Regions from separate parts of the Mus musculus genome. Here region 2 is linked to region 1. Evidence: chromatin contacts called from public HiChIP or PLAC-seq data. All regions are on one chromosome and are shown on one strand. The core of a region is the stretch at or near the end of the contact, and the rest is flanking DNA. Distances in the headings are between cores, read along the strand shown.

What was found. HiChIP or PLAC-seq counts read pairs in DNA pulled down with a chosen protein or histone mark.
Region 2: a FOXA1 HiChIP or PLAC-seq map of pancreatic cancer cells shows a contact between it and region 1. The contact joins the enhancer-like site here to the promoter of Suv39h2 in region 1. A contact is called at or near these places in 1 of 39 promoter capture datasets (embryonic stem cells) and 6 of 115 datasets of contacts at active chromatin or transcription factors (astrocytes, bone marrow-derived macrophages, embryonic stem cells and 2 more).

The regions. Positions count from the first base shown.
Region 1 is chr2:3,471,131-3,477,338 of GRCm38.p6, forward strand. Suv39h2 (suppressor of variegation 3-9 2) reads right to left here and starts at 3,856. Exons shown (of 6, transcript NM_022724.4): 1 at 3,573-3,856; 2 at 1,372-1,517. The coding sequence starts at 3,816. It also overlaps a transcript of Dclre1c not described here.
Region 2 is chr2:4,403,248-4,409,766 of GRCm38.p6, forward strand. All of the region lies in intron 1 of Frmd4a (FERM domain containing 4A), which reads left to right. Among named protein-coding and RNA genes, the nearest start is that of Gm23691, 25 kb to the left of the region's middle. Within about 2 kb of position 4,039, at least 51 of the 459 cell types and tissues checked have an H3K27ac peak or open chromatin away from gene starts, as enhancers often do. A contact at or near this core is called in pancreatic cancer cells, where this site is marked.

The sequences.
Region 1 (6,208 bases), core at 2,606-5,105:
GACTAAATAGAACAGAAACCAGAGGTTTAGGCAAAGCCCTAAGGAAGTAGACAGTGAGAAAATGGTGACATTTTTGAGAGACTGAGGACAGGGATAACTAGTGATGGAGGTGAGCTGAATGTTAAAGGTTACACTAATGGAAGGAGGGGTGCCTTCAGCTCAGTGTGAGAAAGTAAGGGGAGAGGAAAGAACCAAAATAGTAACAAACACTGGGAAAACCAGGCACAAGAAAAAAGCAACAGGGAAAACCCTGTCCAGTAGAACTGAGCAACATGAGAACAGGAGAAATTTGGGGGTTTGCTGTTTTTCTTTTTTCCACGTGTGGACTGAAAGCATGATTGGAGCTTTATGTTTGCTGGGCTCTAACACGGAGCTGTAGTTTCCTTTAAAAACGTTCTTAAAACTAAGTTTTAAGGAGCCTAAGTTGCGCAAGATGGGCATGAACTTATGAGCTTCCTATTTCAGCCTTGCTAGTCGCTGGGATTCCAGGGCTACCAGGTCCAGCAGGCACAGCTTAATGGAGTTAATGCATATGATCAAACGATACTCTCAGCTGGACTGCTCAGTCTAGGGCTCGTAAACCACGATGGCACATGATTAGGCTCTTTTACTTACGAGCAGGATGCTGAGGGTGTTGGGAGAGATGCTAGACCAAGATCTCTGTGCTGGGGAAGGCAATGCTACCACAGGAAGACAGCATTTCAAAGGATGAAATGCACTTAAGCTCAGCAGAAATGAAAAAAAAAAAAAAATCACATAATTTATGTAGGACTCCTGATTATTTATCTGTAAGATCTTAGATTACTGGCCAGTTCTCAGAGGAAGGCTACAAGTAAATGGATTATGGAAACTATAACTATGGGATTTAGGTAAAATAGATTCTTGGAAGAACTAATTTGCTCACATTGTAAGCTATGAAACAGTGGACTGAAATGATCACACAAGTCAGTCCATCCTATCACACCACACCTGTAGGGCACCGAGTCAGACAGAATGCAGGATGCTTGCTGCTTCTCCTAGAGGACATTCAATATTCTAGAGCTGGCTTGAAACCTGGGTTCCTGCCAGTGATAGGAAATAGGATTCAGGAACAACACGAATTGCAGGACAAACCAATCAGGCCTAACAAATTTGCTCTGGGAATCCATATGCAAACAGTCAAGAGTTGGATGCAGGATATAAACACCCTAAATATTCTAATGCAAAAGCATTTGACGGTTCAGAATCCCCTCAGTGTTGACCGAGTAACTCTATATCTTACAACGTTAAACAAGAAGAGCTTCACTTATATTGAGGCTCTTTTTATGTTAGAGAAACATGAAACACTGCAGTGTGGACAGGTCTCTGCCAAGGGGCTGGACATTGCCTTACCTTTGCTACCTTGTAGTCACACAAGTACTCCACCTCATAATTGTTTAGATTCCTTTTGGTGATTCCAATCGATTTACATGTGAGCTTTTCTTTTCTACATAATTCCTGGAGAGTATCAAGTGAAACTAGGCAAGGCACACACCAGGCTACAATAAGAAAATAGAATTCTTTACCAATAAAATAGCTACTAGGCTGAAACAAAAACTTAAAACCCTCTCAACTGACAATGTTATAGTCTAGAAACACATATAACAAGAAGCTACATATGTGTGTTTAAGAAAAAGTTATAGGATAAAGAACTAGTTTTGGTAAATTGGTTTACTTTCCAGTGGACATCTATCCCACTTTTACCCACATTGCCTAATTCTTGCTTGGCTAATTAAAATATTTCACATCTAAAATTTCTTAGGGTTACATATAAATGCGAAGGTAAAATGAAGTAAATTTTTTTACACAGAATAAAACTGTTCTCCTAATAAACAGCTAAGACATTTTGTTAGAAATATATCTAAAAGATATTCTAAAATGGCCACAACTTAAAAGTAACTTCACTTCTTTTAGTCAGATGATAAGAATTTAAATATGAAATCCATATCCTACTTTTTCCATTTTGTAAAAAGTCGAGAGATTTTAGCTTCATTTATTTTGTGCATGGTAAAATGTATTTTCATCATGCATAAGCCAGAGAATTCTACTTTAAGTGGAGAGCATAGTGAGCTTTGTAATACTTGTTTCCTACAGTTTTCAAGCCAGCAGTTACAAAACAGAATACAAGGTGGAAATATTCCATAAGCCAGACTTGAAAATCAGACATACTAAACAATACCCGTACGGAGGCCAGAAATGAACTGTATTACATCCTGGATTTAAAAATATAATCACACAACTGATGTCTAGAAAAATGTAACAAACTTCACTACCCCTACTATCAGGATAAATACAAGATGATCAAAAGTCCTCTGCTCTACCCGTTGGTGGGTCACCTAGCTACACAACTTTGGGAAAGTCCCAATCTTTTTGTGTATGGGATTCACTGGAAAAAAGTGTGTTTTGTTGAGAACAGAGGTGACCAAAGAAAATGTATCTCTAACTCATCAAGCTGTCTTTAGTTCTCCGAAGTGGTGGGCAAAAACCTTTTTAAGGTAAGTTTCCAGGAAGGGACAGCGTAACCGCTCAAATTTTCCCCGCAGTCCTTCCTCATCCTTCCCAGTAAGGACTTCATTGTCAGAAACCAGTGAGGATAGCTTCCGAACTCCAGTGACTGCAAACAACTCATATTTCTGGCACCTGCAAAAAGACTTTCCTTCAAATTTGCCAGAATACATTTATTTGCTTAGGTGTGGCGGTTTGGAGACAAGAAAGCTGTAAAAAACGTCTCATAAATCGCTTCTAAAAATCTTAAGGCTGTTTTGTCTTAATGCTAATCTCCTTATGCTAATCATCTGCAAAGGAGAGTCCTCTTGTTTATGTAACCAAGTTGTTTGCTGTTTTATTTATCTTTTCAATTTTTACCCCTAGCTGAGAATCTGAAAACACAACACTATAATGGAGGGTGGTGTTGAATCGGAGGATCAACGTACATATATTCGTATGAAAACGTCATAACGAAGCGTTACGTGTAATTACAATGCACCGCCCCTCGCAACAGAAATGCTACATTTTGGGGGCATCTCGAAATGTTAAAAAGAAAAATTGCCAACACTTGGTTTACAAAATCCCACAGCCAAAAATGATGAGAGGAAAACGCCTCATTGTCTAGATTATAACATCCCGTTTATAAAAACCATTCCACCATCCCATCCCCACCACGCTTCAAGGAGGCAAGAGCTACCTACGGGAATAATAGTGTCACCATCTGGGTGGAGCGGAGGAAAGAGCTGGAGAACAACCTTTTCATTCCAGAAGGCTTTGCACAACCCAGACTTTCAAAGGGCGCGCGACTCGAGCGCACGCACGCGCACTGCGTGCCCCGGCTTCAGCATCCACAGAAATAACCTGCAAGTTCCAGCCGGGCCCCCCAAAGTTTCCCGGAGCTCAGGGCTGCGTGTGCAGGCGCTTCACGGCGAGGCCAGACCCGCTCGAACGCAGGCACCAGGGGATTCCCTTTCTCCAGCACCGCACCTCAGCCCCGCCACCACCCCCAACCCCCGGCTCGGAGGTGGCGACCGCTACCGCCGCAGCGCGTGTGCTTTCCTGCTCACCCTTGAATAAGGCACCTCGTGCACACTCGTCGCCAAAGACCGCGGCCCGCGGAGCTCCGGACCACGCTCGCTGGGAGCCGGCGCGCCTCTCGCCCGCAGACGGCCGCGAGCGTCGCGCCGTCAGGGTCTCCGCGCGGCGGCGTCTCGCCGTTCGCCTGGCCTTGGGCCTCGGGGGCGGACCTGGAGCCCGGTGACACCGCGCTCCTGCCTCACTGCCCCGTGCCTTGGCCCTGGCCGCCGCCATCTTGCGGAGCTTTCATTCAAACTGGCGCGGTCAGCCCGAAGAACTCAGCTGGCCACACGCCCCGCCCCGGCCCGCCAGGGACTCCGGAGCGGGGAGGCTGAGAGGAGCGAGGCGTTCTGACGTCAGCGGAGACCGACCCCTGCGGTGGTAGCTACCGCGCCTGCGCCGCACGGTGGGGGCGGGAAGGGGCGGGGCCTTCCGTGGAAACTGGCCCTGCCCGTCGCTGGCTTGTTACTCGCTTTGACTTCGGAGGTCGCTTGCCATGATTCTTCATGCGGTCCCCTGAGTCGCTTCACAAAGACCTGACGTGCCCGCCACAAAACGCAAAATAGGCTGTGCGGGGTTAGTGTGCGCAGGTAGCTCCTTTCCCACTCTTGTTCCTCAGCACTTCAACCCAACGAAGCCCCACTACTTTTCCTTTCACTCCACACCACCAGGACTCAGGATCTTAAAATTTGACTGCATGTTGGGTTCACCTGGAGAGGTGCTGTCTGTTTAAACCACTCAAAGAGATTCTGATGAGTTGATGTGGCCATGTAGCAGCTGGACTCAAAGGAAAAGCCTGACAATTGTGAGAATCCAACCAACCCCGCCAAGAACCCTCTTAGTTAAGGCAAACGTAAAAGGTACACTTAGGACAAGGACTTACTAACATTAACAGACTTAAGCTGAGGGCAGGTTTTAGCCATATATGCTTGGGGAGAGTCAGGTCGTTCTCGGTTTTACCACTGTAAATCTGAAAACTTGTAAGAGGAACCATTATACACAAAAGACCATCGGCAATTCTGTAAGCCAGTCATGTCAATGCTATTCACAAGCACATACTGCCTGTCTTCTCTTCAGCCAAAACAGCCTAGCTGCCTTGACCTCTCCATTGCTCCCCTTCCAGCCACTTCCCACCCAGCTAAGGAGACTTTAAAACAGAAAATGAAACAAGCCTCAGACTTGCTTTGTCTGAGAAGCATGTTCAAGTCCTGACCCTTTTGCTTCCACTTTGGTGAGCTGGAATTACAGGTGCTAGCCAAAGCTCCCTTCTCCCCCAATAAACACTTTAAACTGGAAATCACGGTCTAGATCAAAGAACTGACTGACTCCCCTTCATGTGCTGCTCCCTCTCACGTGACTAGATTTAACTCAAATGTTACTTCTTCAGAGGCCACTCAGGCATTCTGTCTGGCTTTGTTCTCTAGCTCTTCTTTAAAAGCTTTTGTCAAAAAACGGTCAGGGTAGAGTCTTACAAATATTTTTGGTCTTGCTAAGTTTTATTTTAAAAATTGGCAAAGGATGCTGGAAGCAGAGGATAGCTTGGTGGAATAGCAGTTGTCTGATAGATCCAAGGCTCTGTGTTTTTTTGTTTGTTTTTTAGACAGGGTTTCTCTGTGTAGCCCTGGCTGTCCTGGAACTCACTTTGTAGACCAGGGCTGGCCTCGAACTCAGAAATCCACCTGCCTCTGCCTTCCGAGTGCTGGGATTAAAGGTATGTGCCACCACTGCCTGGCTCCCTTGTTTTTCTTAATTCTAGGGCATAGAGTAGAGCCAGCCACTCCAACCTTCCTCAGTGTCTACTCTCTATTCTCAGAGTGTAGAAGAGTAGGCCCGAAGCCTCTCAGGAAACCCATGAACACAGAACCCCAGTCTTCCCTGTGTAACAACTTTGTCTCCTGGTGACATGGTTAGCAGCTCTGCAAGTGTTCTGTGATCTTTACACACTAACCTGCACAAAACACACCTCTCAGAACATGTCCTCCTCGCTGAATGGCACCAAGCACTTTCTCCCGGATTCCAGGAATGCCCTGTCATTTGATCTCTGTGGTTTTTCTCATGGATGTACTGTAATTTTCCAGAACTCATACAACATGTATCATATCCTAACAGAGGAAAGTATATATTAAAACATAGCTATCTCCTGGTCAAGCAAGATGTTAAGAGGCTTGAAAAGAATACACAATACCAAACACTTCCTGCTAGAGCTTCTGTTTCAAAAGTTTTTATAAAGATGCTATTCCCATGAAGAACGTGCTCAATTACTTTTTACATTTTAAAGTTATTTTAGCCGGGCATAGCGGCGCATGCCTTTAATCCCAGCACTCGCGAGGCAGAGGCAGGTGGATTTCTGAGTTCAAGGACAGCCTGGTCTACAGAGTGAGTTCCAGGACAGCCAGGGCTACACAGAGAAACCCTGTCTCAAAAAAACAAAACAAAACAAAATAAAATTATTTTAAAAATCTATTGAATAACTTGAAAACTCTTTAACTGTCTAAGAAGTTGTATATATTATAAACAAAAGCTCTTTGGATTATCAACTTTACTTTTTTAAGGGACAGGATCACCTCAAGTTTTCCAGGCTATTTCTGAATTCCTGGGTTCAAATGACCCTCCTGCCTCAGCTTCC
Region 2 (6,519 bases), core at 2,789-5,288, 930 kb after region 1:
AAGCCTCTTCCATTTACTTTAATTGGAGGTAATATTTGGACATGGTTTGAAATGACGATGTAGGGTCTAGTAAAGGAACATAAAGTTGCCTCTAGAGAAGTTGCCAAGAAGTGAGGGCTAATGTGAGTAGAGATAATATTATATTTATTTATTTTTAAGTTGAGTCTTTTTGGATTATGAGAGAATTGTTTCAATAGACAGGAGGATTGGGTAAATTCTCCGCTCTCTTTTGTTTGAACCAACTATGAGCTGTCACCACTGTTGCTCTATTCTTTTAGTTTTTGTCCTGAACTAATTTGCTTAATAAGACTTCTTTTTATGGCCCTGGGCCTCGGTAATTTTAGACATCTTGACAAGTCCCCTGGTAGCCCAGCAGGTGGCTAGTGCCATTAGTATGATTTTGCCATTGGGGAAACTGAGTCCCCTTGAGGTTCAGCAAGTTTCTGGTTTCTTAATCCATGAGATTTGTATACCAGATGTGTACAGTAGTGATTTAATTGTCCCAGCAAAGTTAGAGCCCAAGGCCAAGATAAGAGATGAGGCATTGTCTGGGTCCTGGAGCTTTGGGAAAGCACGAAGAATGGTAGGTAGGCAAGTGTAGTCGAGGAGAATTCTCTTGAGTCAACCTTGGTCTGAGGGAGAGAAACGTTGCCATTGTTCTATGATAGGAAGTAGAAGACCTGAAACTGTCAAGAAGTCTATTAAGGAGCTGGGCTGGGTGGCTTTTGTCTTTAGGTAATTGTGGGCTGGCCTCCCCAAAGACTGTGACTAATTTTGCTTTCTAATTGCTGAACTTGTGCTCACAGTGTTTATGCTAATGACCTCTTTTCCCAGATATCTCGAAAATCATATTCTTATCATTTACAACTCTACACTTATCCTTATTGCATTTAAACTAATACTCACTGGGTGCCTGAGATCACGAATTTACACTTTAAAGATTACAGCACAACAGTTTTGTTCCAGAGAAAATTCTAGTTTTGTAGGTTGAATTGAGACATACATATGTTAACAGTTAACTAGCTTAGCAAGTTATCTTAAAACATGCCGTACACAGCATCAGAAAGTCTGAGTTCATCACCAGCTTTTTAAGTCTCTCTGGCTCTCTTCTGTCTCTGCCTCTTTCTGTTCCCCTCCTCCTCCCCCTTCCTCCCTTTAGTATTAGGCATTAAACCCAGACATCTTGCATGCTCGATCACACAGTCGTAGGAATTCTAGGGAACTTAGCTACAGAAACCTAGCCCCTTTAACTTTTTTATCTAGAAGTAAGGTCTTACCAAGTGGCTGGAGCTGCTTTAAACCCTCTGTTTAAGGCAGGCAGGCAGACCTTGAACTTGTGGTCCTCCTGCGTCGTCTACCAGAGTAGCAGGGATTGTAGGCATTCACCACTAGCCCTGAATAATCCTTTTCTTTCCTCATTCTTCAGTTCTTTCTCTCGGTTTCTTCCTTTCTTCTTACTATTATCAGATATGTTAGTAAAACTTGTTCTAGAAACCCCTGCTTTGTGTCTCTTGAGAACTTTCCTAGCATCTCAATTGGAGGTGACGTCTGGGGCCTTATAGAAGGGCCTATTCAGCCTATATCCTAGACACTATTCTGTTTGTACTGAAGGAAAAAGAGGGACTGGCTTCCCTACCTTGCCAGGCTTGTAGACAACTCGGGCCTATATTGCCTGTGATATCCCTAAGGTTCTCCTCCTGGATCCATCCATCTCTACCTTGCTCATGTCTGGTCCTGTGCTGTGTAATACTCTCTAGAGGTATAATAAAAAGGAACAAAAGGAGATTCTGGATATCTCTGTAAAGAGAGGCCTGCAGCATGAACAACGAGGGGAGGAACCAACTGTAGAATGTTCTAGAAACCTCTCTACCCTGGGCAACATCTTAGAGTCGTGGGAACCTGGAGAAAGGGGTTCCTAAAATCCAGCTTGCTGGGGAAGGGAGCGATTTGAGTGTTACTCCAGCATTCATTTAGAAGAAAGCACATTGAGAATGTTGTCCACTTCTGGTTTTGTCTTCCCCAGAATAGCTCTCTTTAAGAACACCAGTTAAGAACTGGTGCAGTAGTGTCTGTGGGAGCTGTGGGCTGCAGCATCAGTATTCCACAGGAAGGCCAGGTAACTCCACTGCTTGTTTGGACAGAATCAATGAGAACACAGCTGGTGATGCCACTCTTTCCAGCAACTGAATTCGCCAATTCTCTCCTTGGCCACCCCTTACTCCATCCCTAGGCTGAGCATATCTTTTACAAGCCTGCTCTTAAAGGGAGCCAGGTCCACTACCAGAAACATTGTTCTAGACCTACCGATATAGGTCATCTTTTACAGAAAATGAGCAGAACTGATGTTCAGTGATTATCAAATTCCATGATGCTTATTCTAGACGCCAGTGGCTATATGTCTTCTTTCTGATTCTTAAGGGTATTGGTAAAAACTGGGTACCCCACTCTCTGAAGAAATCCTTACCTTGAAAATAGAAATTCCTGCTTAAGGATTCAAGCTACGGTTGATGATGGGTCACAGGGTTATGGGACCTGAGTTACCAATGGCCTTATTACTACCAAATAGTCCAACAAAAAAACAGATGAGCTGGTGGTCTCAGTTTGAACTGCATGTGTAATCTCCCCACAGTCATGGAAGCTGGCTCTATGTCAGAGCCATCGGGCATAGGATCTCACTGGAGGGAAGTGTCATTTCTCTCCTAGGCAGCATTTTTTGGATTTTTATTGAAAGTGGTATTCCAGGTGTTCATGATATAAGAGGAGCAAAAATTTGTTGTCCACAGTCAGAAGCATTGGCAGGTATACTATAGCCTCTGGCTTTAACTCTGAGCACATCTGCATGTTCCTTCTTGTGCCTGTTTTCATATGTATTTGCCAGTGCATGGTTCTTGCATACTTGGGGAGGGAGGGTAGGTGTGGGCACTGATACATGCACATGTGTGGGCCAGAAGACATCCTCTCACCATTTCTCAGGATCCATTCACTTTCTTTTGGATAAGATGTATCTTAGTGTTCTTGAATCTTTAGGTAGGCTAAGGTAGCCTGGTCAGTGAGCCTCAGGGTCCTTCCACGTCTCTGTCTTTCTGGCCCTGGGAATACAAGGGCATGCTTTTTTTTTTTTTTTTTAAATGCAGACTCTGGGACTTGAACTCAGGTCCGTTACCAAACAGGACTGGCCTCTCCTGCATACTTTTGTCCATTTAACATTGAGTACATATGACCCACTGCTGCTGATGGGAACTTTATAGGGTCTTGAACAAGCAGAGCATGAAGCCATGCTCCAACATTGATCTACAGAGGCCTCATTAGAGATGACGTCACGACCAGGAGTCATTATTATGGTGCAATATACTAAGCCTTCAAACAATAAGTTTTTGTTTTTGGAACAGGGTCTCATTCTGTAGTCCAGATTGGCCTTGGACTTGCTATGTAGCCTGCAGTGACCTCAAACTCATAACCCCCCTGTCTCAGCTTCCCAAATGCTAGGCTTACAGGCAAGAGCCATGACACTTTGTTTTGAGCAATAATTTCCCACTTGAATCAGCTAACATTTCCCCTATAACTTCATGCCTGCTCCCCACCATTTCCACCAGAATTTGCCTGATCTGTCGATGTCCTTGCCTTTCTTTGTCCCTATTGAATGAGCAGTGCATGAAAAAAAAAAAATGATGTGTAATGGGGAGTTAGATTGATGCTGTATGGCGGCAAATGGAAATCAGAATGGGAGCGTCTCCAGGCTGTGCCATTCATAATCGTAAAACACACAATTAACGCTCTCCCCACATGCCTGTAAAGAGACGAATCCAAACTAGGGACCCAAAGAGTGCAGAGCCATCTGGATCTGAGTGACACACCTACACAAGCTGGGTAACTCAGGGCTGGCTTGCTCACTTCCTGGCTGCCTCTGACCACCCTCCAGTAAATATCCAATATTTATTTCTGTGTTGCTCAGAGAGAGAAAGCAGAGAGGGGGGAGGTGGTGAGGACACGAAGCAGACTCAGAGCTGAGCACAATGTGAGGCAGTGTTCTGCCTTCTCAATCCCCCTTTATTGGGTCCGTTGAGTGTTTGGTAACAGAAGAACTATAGAGTGACCAGTGGCACAGATGTAGCCTGCAAGACTTGGCAAGAGTGTGGAGACATGTGCAGAAGGTGACAGACGATGTTAAGAGCCACAGCTATGACTGTGAGGGCCTCAGGGTGCACCCAGAGCTCAGGGCAGCCTGCACAATATATCTGCATGTGATTGAACCATTGAACATTTTGGGGAGAGAGCATTATAGCAATGAAAGAACTGTAGAGATCACTTTTATCAGTGAGAAGATATTCACATTGAGGAGCCTTGCCTACTGGACCAAGGCAAACATCCCTGCCTTGTGGCAGGTATTTACACGATGCATCAGAGTGTGACAAACACAGTGTACACTGTGGCATCTTCTCTGGGTTTGTTATCTAGCCAGGTCTTCCACCTTCTGACTGTAAGACCTGTAGTGAGCTCCCAAATCTCTCTTAGCTTTAGCTTCAGTAAGCGAAGTCACATTCAGAGGCTTGCATGAGAGAACAGCTACGAAGCACCTGAGATGCAAAAGGTGTGCAAGGTGTTTAGCAAAAGACACGAGGGGTCCATGAGGTGGGTCAGTGGGTAGAGGTGCTTGCCATCAATCGTGATAGCCTGAGTTCCATCTCTGGGGCACAAACTGGAAGAGAGCACTAGCTTCCAGGAGACTGCTGACCCTCACATACATGCAGAGTGTGTGGCTCTCCCCACATGCATGGATGGATGGATGAATAGATAGATGGATGGGTAGATAGATAGACAGAATGTTAATTTTTTTCAATAAGAAATTTTGTCTCTGATCTGCTCTTCTGACATTGGAAGGATCAACAATACTAACTCTGCAGAGATTTAGAACATGTTAGGGGTCTAAGAAGAAATGTAGACATAAAATAAGTCATACATTTTCCCTTATAATGCTGAAATGTCATAGAAAGGAGGACAGTGGGGACAAACATTAGCTGACATATTTGTAAAAGTCACCCCAGCCTTTCAGAGAGAGCTCGTGCAGGAAAACACATGACCCTAGCCATCATCATTACTGGAAACAGGGAAACGTTTATTTTAAAAAAAAGGTAGTTAATGGGAATGGGGGTGCCCAGTGATGTAATGGGGGCGTGAGGGAAAATAACCGGGAGATAATGAGAAAGCCTGAGGCTGTGTCTGGGTCTCAGTACATTAAGAGGCATTAAAATAGAGGAAGAAGGAAGGAAGAGAGGAAAGATGATTTGGGCTTTGTGCTAGTGGGTTGCAGCCCCTTACCTTTCTAAAATAATTCTCCAGTTCTCAAAAATGATCAGAAAACTCACAGGCCTTCTAGAGTAGGTAAAATTGAAACTGATGAAGATCATATTGTCTAGTAATGTTAACTGCTACTTAGCATCGAAAGGGAAAGGGAAAACTCCTGTTACGGGCTTCAGATGAATCAGCAGGTGAGGGCCCTTCGTGTCCAAAGTCCAGAGTTTGATCCTCAGGACTCAAAGGTGGTAGAAAAAGAGAACTGACTCCCCTACGTTGTCCCCTGACCCCCGCATAGCACAAGCGTACCCACATTCATAATAAGCAAACAAAGAACTAAACAGGCACTTGAACAGTTAATAAACCTTTAATAATTAATGTACTGCATTAATAGTAGAAACCGTATTACAACCTGAAAATGCAGGATGCTTTTTTGGAGCCCCACCCCCAAATTGCCTCAATCACCCAATCACACTGAAGATCCCAGGATAGTATCCCTGCAAAATGAGAAATTAATATGCCAACTTACCTAGATGATCTGCATACTTGGCCAGTAAAATGAATCACAAGCAATGCCAGGCTTCCTGGTGACGGACTGACTAGATGCATAGACTAAAAGTGTTAACATGCATAAACAGAAAGTATTTATAGAACATTCTATCTTCTTGCTTCCAAGACTAGGCTATATTTGAGGGATAACCTATGGCTATCTTTTTGCCTAGACAGGGTGGAACATGTCTGTTATTTCACAGAGAAATTATAAGCTGGTATTTGTGTGTGGTTCCTTCCTTTCTTTATTGTGGAAAACATGGTTTTTGTAGTCCGCAACAATTTGGTTTGTGTCCCTTCCCGTTCCCAAGGCTGTAGCTTAGTCAATAGAGATTCCAAACTCTTTTAATGCTGAGTTCTACAACTTCCAACTTGGAAAGATAGCCAACTATTCAGAGAATAATACCCAAAACACAGTCCTTTGTTTCTTCTGTAGCTAGAGTGTTTTTGTCTTGCCAGTAGAAATGACCACACTCCAAGAGGAGGAGCAAACACTCAGCGGGAAGATTCTGAACTGTAGGCTTTGCATGGCCATGGTTTGGGTTTTATACTGAGGAAAATGGCTGCATGCTAGTGCATAGGAAAGGAGGGATGAAGCGCCCAGGGTCCTGTGGTCTGCAGGGTTAGCTGGAAGGTGAAGATGCCAATTGCCAGGCCAGTGTCTCCTGCCTTCTCCTC